Regions from separate parts of the Mus musculus genome. Here region 2 is linked to region 1. Evidence: chromatin contacts called from public HiChIP or PLAC-seq data. All regions are on one chromosome and are shown on one strand. The core of a region is the stretch at or near the end of the contact, and the rest is flanking DNA. Distances in the headings are between cores, read along the strand shown. Region 1 has its middle 30 kb from the start of Gm34523. Region 2 has its middle 34 kb from the start of Gm34745.

Region 1 (5,213 bases), core at 1,586-4,085:
TAGTGAATTCCATATGGTGCCTTTTTCTTGTCTGTAGATTATTTACTCTTGACAGACATTATCCATATTTCAAATGGCTCCTTCCTACCCCCTGAAAAGAGGGTTTAAAAGCAATCATCCTGTCTAGGGTTCCAAAGAAGCTTCCAGTTGAATAAAAATAACAATAAAAATGAAATTCAAGAAAACAGCCTATTAATTTGCATAGTTTTCCAGCGTATAGTTCAAAATATAAAACTGGTACATAGAACCATGCTTACTTAAATGCACTGAACGTCCATATATCTGTTCAATTAGGCAGGTGAAACTAAGATTTACTAACCAACCCTGGGTTCAAGTATACATCTTGTTTGAATAAAGTCACATCTTCAATTTGATTTTGTTTTATCTTGCAATTTCCTTTTTGTTCTAATGGGCTCTCTCACGATTGCTTTTGCTTTCTATTTATTGTCATTATGAAAGATAAAAGATGACTTCTTTGAAGATATTTATATAGACACTGAAGAACAAGGATCCTTTCCACCAGAGGCAAATTATGTCTCTTCAATTTATGTCGTTGCAAACACCAGCCAATTAACTTGAAGTTGAGTTTTGACTCAAACTCTTGACCCTTCCAGACACAGATCTTTACTCTACATCTGGCATCACTGAACCAAATTAGGGTAAAAATAATCCCTGTTATTGATTTCTGTATATGTTGCTTAGTTCCCCCTTGCTTTAAAAAACAGTTAACATTTTTGATCTCCTGAGATCTTAGGCATTCCTGAAGCTCTCAACATGATATTTGTATGTTTTTTCTTTCTTCTCTTTTCTTTTCTTTTCTTTTCTTTTCTTTTCTTTTCTTTTCTTTTCTTTTCTTTTCTTTTCTTTTCTTTCTTTCTTTCTTTCTTTCTTTCTTTCTTTCTTTCTTTCTTTTCCTCATTTGGAGGCAAAAAGCTCTGGGACAGAGTATTTTGATAGAATAAAGTTTGCAATTCATTAAAGGCTTTCTGTCTCCCCTGTGCAGATGCTGATCATGACATCATCTGCCCTGAGGCCTGCTAGCTAAGAGAAAGAGGGGTGAAATCAGCAAAAAATAAAAGAGTCTTCCTTGCTTGAACTGAAAAAAATGTGCTTGTTTTTTGTTAAACACTACAAATTTGCAGAGAGGCTGTCAGGAGTAATAGCATTCGAAGCATGCACTCCCTCGGAGACACAAAGCCCTCGCTTATTATAGAAATACACTTCCAATCTGCACTTTGATCCTCAAGATTTATTTAAATAAAACAAGTTTCCATGCTGTACCATCTACCCTGAAAACAGTTTTAAAAGTTCTATTATTAAAAAGGACTAGATCTACTAACCAAACAAGCTTCATTTCATTCATTTTTATCACAAATGAATGAAAACAGAGTCTACTGAAAAAGAAAGAAGGTGACTCTCTTCTGAATTAAGGTGAGCCAAGAATGAAATTAGGTCCAAAAGAGCTAACTGAGAGTAGAGAATCTGTTCTTTTTTGTCCTGAGTGTTCCTGTTTACCAAGACTTCAGCAAGGAAGGTCTAGCATGAAGGTTACACATATGGTATATAATCAGATACAGTGAGTAATATTGAGAGGGAGAGTTGGAGAGAGGGAGAGAAGAGAGGGAGAGAGGAGGGAGAGAGGGAGGAGAGAGGGAGAGAGGGAGAGAGGGAGAGAGGGAGGAGAGAGGGAGAGAGGGAGGAGAGAGGACCAGTTCTGCTATCTGATGCATGCTTCCAAGTACGGTTTCTCAAAGTGCTTCAGTGTAGGACCAGTAAATACTCATTGAATTTTTTACCCCATAGAGGGTCTATTTTTGTACTGAAAGTCAAGTGAACTCACCAATTATTTGTGGTTCATTTTGAAGAAGAAAATAAAAGCAGAGCCAAGTCCAACAAGGCCATTCCCTGTGTAGCGGAGGCAGGGCTTTCATATAGTTTCTCATTGTGTGAGTATTTTTTTTTTTTTTCAGAGTACACAGATCTTAAATAGCGTAGCTAGAGAGTTGATATGGTTTGGATTTCAGATGATAAACAGTACCAAACGGTGTCATATTAAAATGTAAAAACTATGTATGCGTGCCACAGCCTCTGCCTGCTCTGAGTTCGTTTGTACGAATGTTTTTCTGACTTCTAAATCACACGTTTACTGAAATGAGCTCTGCTAGATATCAGTTTGCGCACAGGCACAATGTGTCTCAGGCAGATTCATAAAACAGATAGCTGAACTCTACTTTGACTTCTGACATCAACAATCTGACTTCAATATTTCTCCACAAAAAGAGACTCCCGACTCTCTGCTGTTGCACTGTGATGGATAGCTTTGCTGCTGACAGCGCTGAGCATAATGAACATATTCATCAGCATGAGGGGCTGTGCGTCCCACATCTTAAGTTTTTCAGCTAGTGGCTTTGAAATGCCACCCAGAAACACCTGCGCCTTTGCCTCATCGCTGCAGAACTGCAAAGCCACTGTGAAGAAATATTATTGTAAAGTTGTCTGTATATCAGCATTTCTGTTCTAAACAACCTTTTAATTGCCTAGCCTCTAATTTATCTTTGCCTGGAAACACTTGTAGACACATATTTTAATTTAAGCTGCTCTGTTTGACTCCTCTGATCATCTGGGCTTTTATTGTCACTGCCTCACAATAATCTAATGTCATATATAATGGCATCAAATTGGGGAAAGCCCTAGAAGCTGCCAATCCAAAATGATCTGAATGTTCTCTCATATTCGTTTAGATGGGCTTGATTTGTTTGTGCCAACATTATTCATTACATTCTGTGTCTAACTAGGCCAGTGTTCTCTTGCATACTCTATTCCTTTCAGCATACACTTGGGGTTTCTTAATCAGTTCGTCTCCTGTGCTATATAGTCCTCAGAATGGTTGCAAGCCATGCATTGTCACCAAATGATAGAATACAAGTGCCCTGACGGTGCTTACCACACTCCGTGCAAACATTTTACCATACTGTTCCTTAACTTTGGTCTTATAAAACAAACCTTGTTTTGTTTGCAGCTAGAAGACGAGAGTTGTGCCACATGCACAATTGAACATTTGCTGGAGAATTACATGTGGTACTATCACAGAGAGCTAACTTCTATTAATGAGAACTTACTGGGGAGGCTACTCCAAAGATGATCATATATGTCTTCCTGGGAGGAGAAGAGTTTTATTTTATAGCTAATTAAAAGTTTCTAAAGATGCTGTGGATTTTTTTGTGCAAATTAAAATTAATTAGAGTTATTAAGGAGCCATGAAAAGAAAGATTTGAGAAATAGTGAGAAATATTATTTAAACCCTAATGGAATTCAGTGAAACCCACAGGTCTATTACAGGCCTCTGATTTGCCAGGATCACTGCAGGGAATCTAACATTAATAAGCACACTGGTAATTAAATCATTTGTTACTTTGTCTGTAATGTTGTAATGTTTCACTGATACTCTGTCAGAGCTCTTTGTGCAGATCAGAGCTAATCAAAGGTAATCAATTTTCAGCATTTGAGAAATCTGTAAATGATTATACATTCATCAGATCATTTAGTGGAGTGCAAGGAAAGTGCAATGCAATTAATCTTCCTGCATGAGGAGGAATTACCACCACAGAATTCAACAGTTATAATTAATTTCATTGTCTTGCTGTGAATTTTGATTGCTTTTCTTTGGACTGTATAGTACAAATGATGATTCATTGCAAAGTATTTGCAAAGCAAACACACCAGTGTGCTATGCAAATTAAAGAAGCTGTATAACAGATAGGTTTCAAGCTTCCTATTTACTTATGGTGGTTGAGTACTAATTTGCCAAATAATAATTGCTTGTTAACTTTACACACTCTTCCCTTGAACATCAAGATTGGTAACCAACGTAAACAGAAAGCACGTGCTATTTTGTATTTTATGGTATGTATGCAAAATGCTACTTAGTGCTTAAACTTGTTCCTTTTACTAAATAAGCATAAAGATGCTTATTTACCTCTGAAATCATTTGCTATTTATTTTAGTTATACAAAATAGATATAAGAAACATATTATGCATGTAAATTTGCTTTCATGTATGCTTGTCTTTTATTATTGCCAATATAAACCTTTAGGAGATTTTCACTCCAAATATCTGATAATTTAAATTTATTTACTATCTAAAGTGTCAATTATTTAAATATTATTTTGGAACCTGATCCAGTGTTATCAGTTCTATCATTTAAAGATTTCCTGCACAATACCTTTCAGTGTGCCAATATTCTGTTCCCTTCAGACTACGCTTTTGGAAACAAAAAACTGATTAAGAAATGACCTAAAGTATAGTCTCACATTTTATGATTTACTCCTCAGCAATATGGTTTCCAAATATAAATAAAGGTCACAGTTAAATGAAAAAGAGGCATAAGTGTAACATTAAATGTTTGCCGAGATGACCCTAGTTTCTGCAATAATTAAAATGTAGTGCACACTTTCCTCTCCTGTAAACAGCTCTGTGAAATCCAAGTCAGACTAGGGCTCCTATTAAGGCTGTTTAAGTATTAAAACAAACTCCCATTCTCTCCACATGTTAGGATCCAAGAACACAAAGAAGACCTCATTTTAACATTTCTAACTATAGTATGTATTATGTATTTTGGTCTCAATTGAAAACTAACATTAAATGTTGTATTTGTCTTAAATACATTCTGTGCAGGATGTGGTGAGGCCTTTGTTGAATTCACATTGAAGAAAAAGTGGCTTTCCCATATGTCAGTGTTTTAACCCATAAATTAGCTTAAATTAGTTCACTCACCTGCTGGAACCAGAAAATGTTACTACCAGATTTAACTGTTCAAGAAAATTCAAACACACAACAACAACAAAACTCAAATAGGTTATCTAGGTGAACATATATTGAAATGCATAAAATTAAGTCGAGGCATCTCCATTTAAAAATCTATGGTAAGGTAAACAATACTACACAAGAGATAGAGATACCGTAAGGTGTAAAAGCGAATTCCTCTGTTATTTATTTATTTTTCTGTAAGAATCATTCTGTCTGGAAATCTAAACACACATTCAAATAATACATGATGACCAAATCATTATTTTGTTGTCAAAATCAACAGCATCACTCTGGGAAAGCATTTCACAGCTTCAGTTCTGTCAAAGGCTTTTAAATATTGTGTCTAAGGTAGAGAGGCAATGAGTGCCTCAGTCAAGATATGGATAAAGAAAAATAGTAAGCAAGA
Region 2 (5,213 bases), core at 1,763-4,262, 1.0 Mb before region 1:
TGTAGCCTCAGCACTGGGGAGAGGAGTCCAGCAGATGCTGGGGCCTTGCTGGCCACCCAGTTTAGCTAAAATGCCAGGCTCCAGGTTCAGTGAGAGACTCTGCTTAAAAGAAACAAGAGAAGAAAATATCAACAGATGGAGAACAACAGAGGAGGATGCCCAACATCCATCTCTAACCTTCACATCCACATACAAAGGCACATGTGCATGTATATACATGTGTATTACAGAAACACACACACAATATATGCTTAAGATGCACATTAGATACATTCTGAAGGAGACAGGGTCACATGTCATGGAGTGACTTACATGGCTACTTCCCTAGCTTTGCAGATGTACTAATAAAATTGAATAGAGGTTAGAAAGGATTAGAGAAACTAGTGTCAGACTTTTTGCAACCAGATCTTATCTTTGCACCTGGCTGGCTGTTTGACCTCACCTCTCTAATGCTTGATTTCCTTGTATGATTGCTGAGCAGATTCTGAGGTAGCACATAAAACAGTGCTTGTATAGAAAGGAAGGGCTTCATGTCTATATCTTCTACAATGTGAACTAATACAAGTGCCTAGACACAACTCTAGAGGTGAGTAGTGGCTCTGCTAGTTTAATAATCTGCTATGTGAGAGCCTGAGCTTTCAAGTCATCTTGCGGGGAACTTGAGAGATAATAGCACGTGGTTTCACAGTCATGCAGACAGGGGTTGGAGGCACTCATGCTAGAGACACATCACTTAAACTCTATCATCCTCTTTTATAGTAAGCTTCACTTCAGAGAGTCTTGTGCAGTTCCAACAATCTTGACATTTGGGACAGTGTCCAATAATGAGAAGAGAATTTTTTATCCACAAGCACTGTTGAGCTTGTCAGGGCCATTGTGTGCATCATAGGATGCCCAGGAGCCTCCATCCAATCAGATGCTGAAAGCATCATCCAAACTGAGCATAGCTCCAAGTATTTCCAAATGTCTTCTGGGGAAGAGGAAACTTTGACCTTGGCCAAGAGTCAATGCTATCCTAAGGAAGAAGGGAGACAGAGAAACAGCAATACAGACATTTGCCTTTCCTCCATGACAAAGCCAGCCTGAAGTAAGATACAAGAGGAAAGGAACAGCAGACGTAAAAGGAAGGAACACTGAGCCTCCTTTCTTCTGGATCCTCGGAATCTTTGTGTCTGATCTGCACTCTTATCTTTCCACCAGCTTTTTCTTTTTCTTAAATCTTTTGAATCCATTACCCCTATTAAAAGCAAGCCTACAAATAAGATCTATCTTTCCCCTCCATGTTAGTTAATAGCAAGTTGCAGAAGTGAATTTGCAGCCAAGTTTTAAAACAAGCAAGGAATCCATGGCTGTATATTAAAATTTCATCTGGTTTTGTTTGGTCTTGCTTGCCCTGACTGGTACAGCTACCATCTATGTGGTAATTTATGGCCCAGGTAGCCTTTATGGTTATAGACATTTAAACAAAGACGATGAGATTTTGTATTAAGGTGGCAGAAAACTTTAAAATGATGTGACTCACATGTTGAGCAAATATTGACTTAAAGTTTACCATGTTCCAAACACACTTGCAGAGGCTTGAAATGTACCAGGGACTAAAACAGGCAGAGCTTCCCTCCGCAAAAGAGACTAGCTCATTGACTTTTGAGTCTAGTGACATCCAGTAGCAATGCTGTGTCTGTAGACCTCGAAGTCCTTGTCATTTCTTTCCCCATTCATTCTCTTTCCAATTTTCTCTCTTCTTCAGACTTCTTGCTCCTAATATGCCAGCCCATAGAACAGAAACTCAAGAGAGAGTTGGCTACAACTTTCTGCACACACTCCCTCATTTTCTTTGTTGCTTTAAGATTCTCAAGACGAAAAAGCATTATCCCGCCTTGATAAAAAATCGAATGCTTCCTTGCTCCTAGGTGACAAGCGTTCTCTTTACACTCCAGGCTCTGGGTGTGAACCATACAACCATATCTTTCCCCTTCCCACATTTGTTACACAACCCCAAGTCTCTTAAATGTCCTCCATTTTAGTACTCCATGGCCACGTGCAAAAACTTAGAGCAACACACAGCCTTGATTAGCAAGCCCAGCTCAGGGAATAGAATTTTAGATGTGTTGACACACTGGTCTCCAGGAAAAGCACACACTCTATGTTCTTAGAACAGTACATTATCTCTGATTCAAATCTCACCCATTTCTCCATATCTTGGATATCAAATGTAAGAGAGGACTTGAAAAAGAAAAAGATAATTATGTAATAGGACTGCCATTACTTGTTTGTGAGAACAGGGCCTGGGGATTCCTCACTGGCATGCAAAGTGATTATGAACTATGGTTGAGAAGAAGCTGAAGGAGACATATTTGGATGCCAGGGGTGGAAGGAGACGAGGAACAACACAGGTGTTTAATTTTATTCTGTTTTGCAGTTTCTGGGTTTTCATTTTGCCATTTATTTTCTGACAATATTTATTTATCATAGTCTCTAACCTAACATGGGTAAAATTTTCCCATTTTGAACTCCTACAGAAAGCCTCCACTCACAGTGCCTCTGGCACACTAAATGTGAAGGGCTGCTAGCTGAGTTGGGGAAAACTTATAACACTAAATATATGATATAACATTAAATATAGCTCTGTAAGTCAGTTAGAAAACGTCATTTGTTCTTATATTGTGACCGTCTAGTAATTAAGCCTTGTTGTCATTCAAAAAATCATTGAACTTGGTCTATGGATGGGTAAGGTGTGGGGTTGTAGTATTTTTGGCAAATTTTAATTAAGGGAAAGCACGTTTAGACAGTCAATAAATGTGGGAAATGTGAATCTTTCTGAGCTGTTTTCAGACGTGACTCATCTAGTCTTTCTTCTGTTTTTAAGAAGTCAGGCTTCACTAGCTCTTAGCAGAGATGCTAAGTGGTCCAGGCACATGATAGACCATTGTGAGTAGAGAGGGGATAAAGGGTTGTGCCCCCTGTGGGGAGGGGGCAAGTCAGATTTTCAAGCTAAACAGAAATTTGCTGCAGTAATTACCCTTTATCATTAATGACAGGCAATTGCCATAGCAACTGGCTGCCACCTGTCTCTCACATACCAGCTCTATCTGCTCTGAAGCAAAACAAGAGATACTACAAAGTCAATTGTGGAACCACAAGCCTGAAGAATGAAGAAAAAGCTATGTTGATATTAATAACTTAGCTAGAGGCATGCACGGTTCATTGCAAAGTATTAAACAACAACAAAACAGAACCTGGTATGTTAAAAAAAAATGAACAGAGCCAAAGTGAGGGAGGGCCATGGTGAGAGAAAGAGGTTTAGAGTTGGAGAGCACGGTTTGAATCTAAGCTTCTCTGCCGATGGGTTGAGTGGCTCTGGGTAAATGATGTAAACTTGCATAAGCATCAAAGGGTCAAACTCAGAGACTTTTCGGGAGAATTCCAATGAGATAATAATGTCTGTAAAGCAGTCATCCCTAGCTGAGCTCGCTGTCAGTGGCAGCTGTAGCACATGCCAAGGGCGGTGCATGCTGATGCTGACAGCACATAGGATCACTGCTCAGGGGATCCAGGCCCCTCTAAGCTCTCCCCTGCACTTTGTATGTATGTAGGCACAGGCACAGAGTCATCAGACAGCTTGAGTCTATCATCTTGCCGTTCTCCACAGTAGCAATGCATTCTCAGTATCACAGTTCAGCAGGTCATTTAGTCTTCTTAATGACACGATACAGACAAACCTCAGTGACAGCTAAAATTAGTTTTCCTTTGAGTCTCTTTGATTATGTCTCTAACCCTTTGAGCACTCCTTTTACCCCCTAAGTCCTGGTATTGTACAGGGGCCAATTAGAGATGTTAACCATCCTACCCACAGTACCAGCATTCTTTGGCATTGGGGTGGTGAAGATGTACTAATTTTGACCCATCTGCTAAAGAAAGTCCCTAATAACTTGACCATATATGTATGCATGTATACACACACACACACACACACACACACACACACACACACACACATACACACACACATTTATATGTTAATAAGAGCACTAAAGCTGGGTTAACATTGAACCACATTGTCAGTGTGCAGTTTAAAATTCATATACATTTCTCCAAAGTTAATCATTGTCTGATTTCCCTCTAGTCATAGTCAGCCTAGGCCCACATGCCCCTTGGCACGCCCTTTCTGCTGACCAGCACATTTGAGTCTTTTAGTCTGTCTTCTCTTAGCTTGTGGATCTCCGGCTTTCTGTCTAACTTTAGTATTTAGGGGTTCGGGCCTCATCCTCATTCTTTGAATGCTGTGGCAGCCCACTAGCTGGTCTCTGTTATTTGTGCGCTATACTTCCTCAGCACGACTTTATAGGATGCTAACGTAATCACGTTGCAGTCCTTAAAAAGGAATGTTCAGTGCATATTCTAACTATGCTGGTAAGCCTCCACCATCTACTTCTGTTCCTCTTCCAGTCACATGGGCCATTGCTGTGGCTTTCCCTGGGGGATACCAGCCCACATCATGCCAGTCCATTCTTGACTTTGCTCAGGCTTGCTTCTAGCAAAGTACCTTCGTGGTTTTTTTTTTTTTTTTTTGTCTGTTTCGAGACAGGGTTTCTCTGTGTAGCCCTGGCTGTCTTGGAACTCACTTTGTAGACCAGGCTGGCCTCGAACTCAGAAATCCGCCTGCCTCTGCCTTCCGGGTGCTGGGATTAAAGGTGTGCACCACCATGCCCAGCGTACCTTTGGTTCTTGCTTACTCTCAACTCCCACCCAGCTGTTATCTCTCATTTAAGGATCGACTGCTCCTCCTTTTACTAGAAATTCTAACTACACCCAGTGTAAGATGCTTTACACTGCTCATAGCTCTGTGATTTAAAATACACTTCCTTCTTCCTTCTTAGAATGCTTGAGTCTGTGGTAAGGTCTAGGCCCATCATTTCTCATGTCTTTAGGCTCCACTAACACAGCAATAAATGCAAAGCACACATTTGTCATGTGTCTGAACAACGTAGTACTTTAAAAACTGCTGCAGTGAAAGACCCTCTCTGCAACTGTGCTCTTGCTCCGTCCTGGGTTGTCACACAGAAGCCATGGACGTGTCGATGTATGGCATCCAGCCGTGAAGTGCAAGTCCTCTCAGAGCTCTCATTGTTACACAAGCGGCATGCAAAAACAGCTGTATGGTTACAAACCAGGCTATAAGGTTATATACTGGGAATTTCCATACTTAGTGGGAA

The links. HiChIP or PLAC-seq counts read pairs in DNA pulled down with a chosen protein or histone mark.
Region 2: an H3K4me3 HiChIP or PLAC-seq map of embryonic forebrain shows a contact between it and region 1, with 7 times the contacts expected there. The contact joins two enhancer-like sites. A contact is called at or near these places in 3 of 484 Hi-C or Micro-C datasets (cerebral cortex, cortical neurons and neural progenitor cells) and 3 of 115 datasets of contacts at active chromatin or transcription factors (astrocytes, embryonic basal ganglia and embryonic forebrain).

Annotation. Positions count from the first base shown.
Region 1 is chr12:50,189,538-50,194,750 of GRCm38.p6, reverse strand. No RefSeq gene overlaps it. Among named protein-coding and RNA genes, the nearest start is that of Gm34523, 30 kb to the left of the region's middle. Within about 2 kb of position 2,835, at least 12 of the 459 cell types and tissues checked have an H3K27ac peak or open chromatin away from gene starts, as enhancers often do. A contact at or near this core is called in cortical neurons, embryonic basal ganglia and embryonic forebrain, where this site is marked.
Region 2 is chr12:51,188,735-51,193,947 of GRCm38.p6, reverse strand. No RefSeq gene overlaps it. Among named protein-coding and RNA genes, the nearest start is that of Gm34745, 34 kb to the right of the region's middle. Within about 2 kb of position 3,012, at least 6 of the 459 cell types and tissues checked have an H3K27ac peak or open chromatin away from gene starts, as enhancers often do. A contact at or near this core is called in cortical neurons, embryonic basal ganglia and embryonic forebrain, where this site is marked.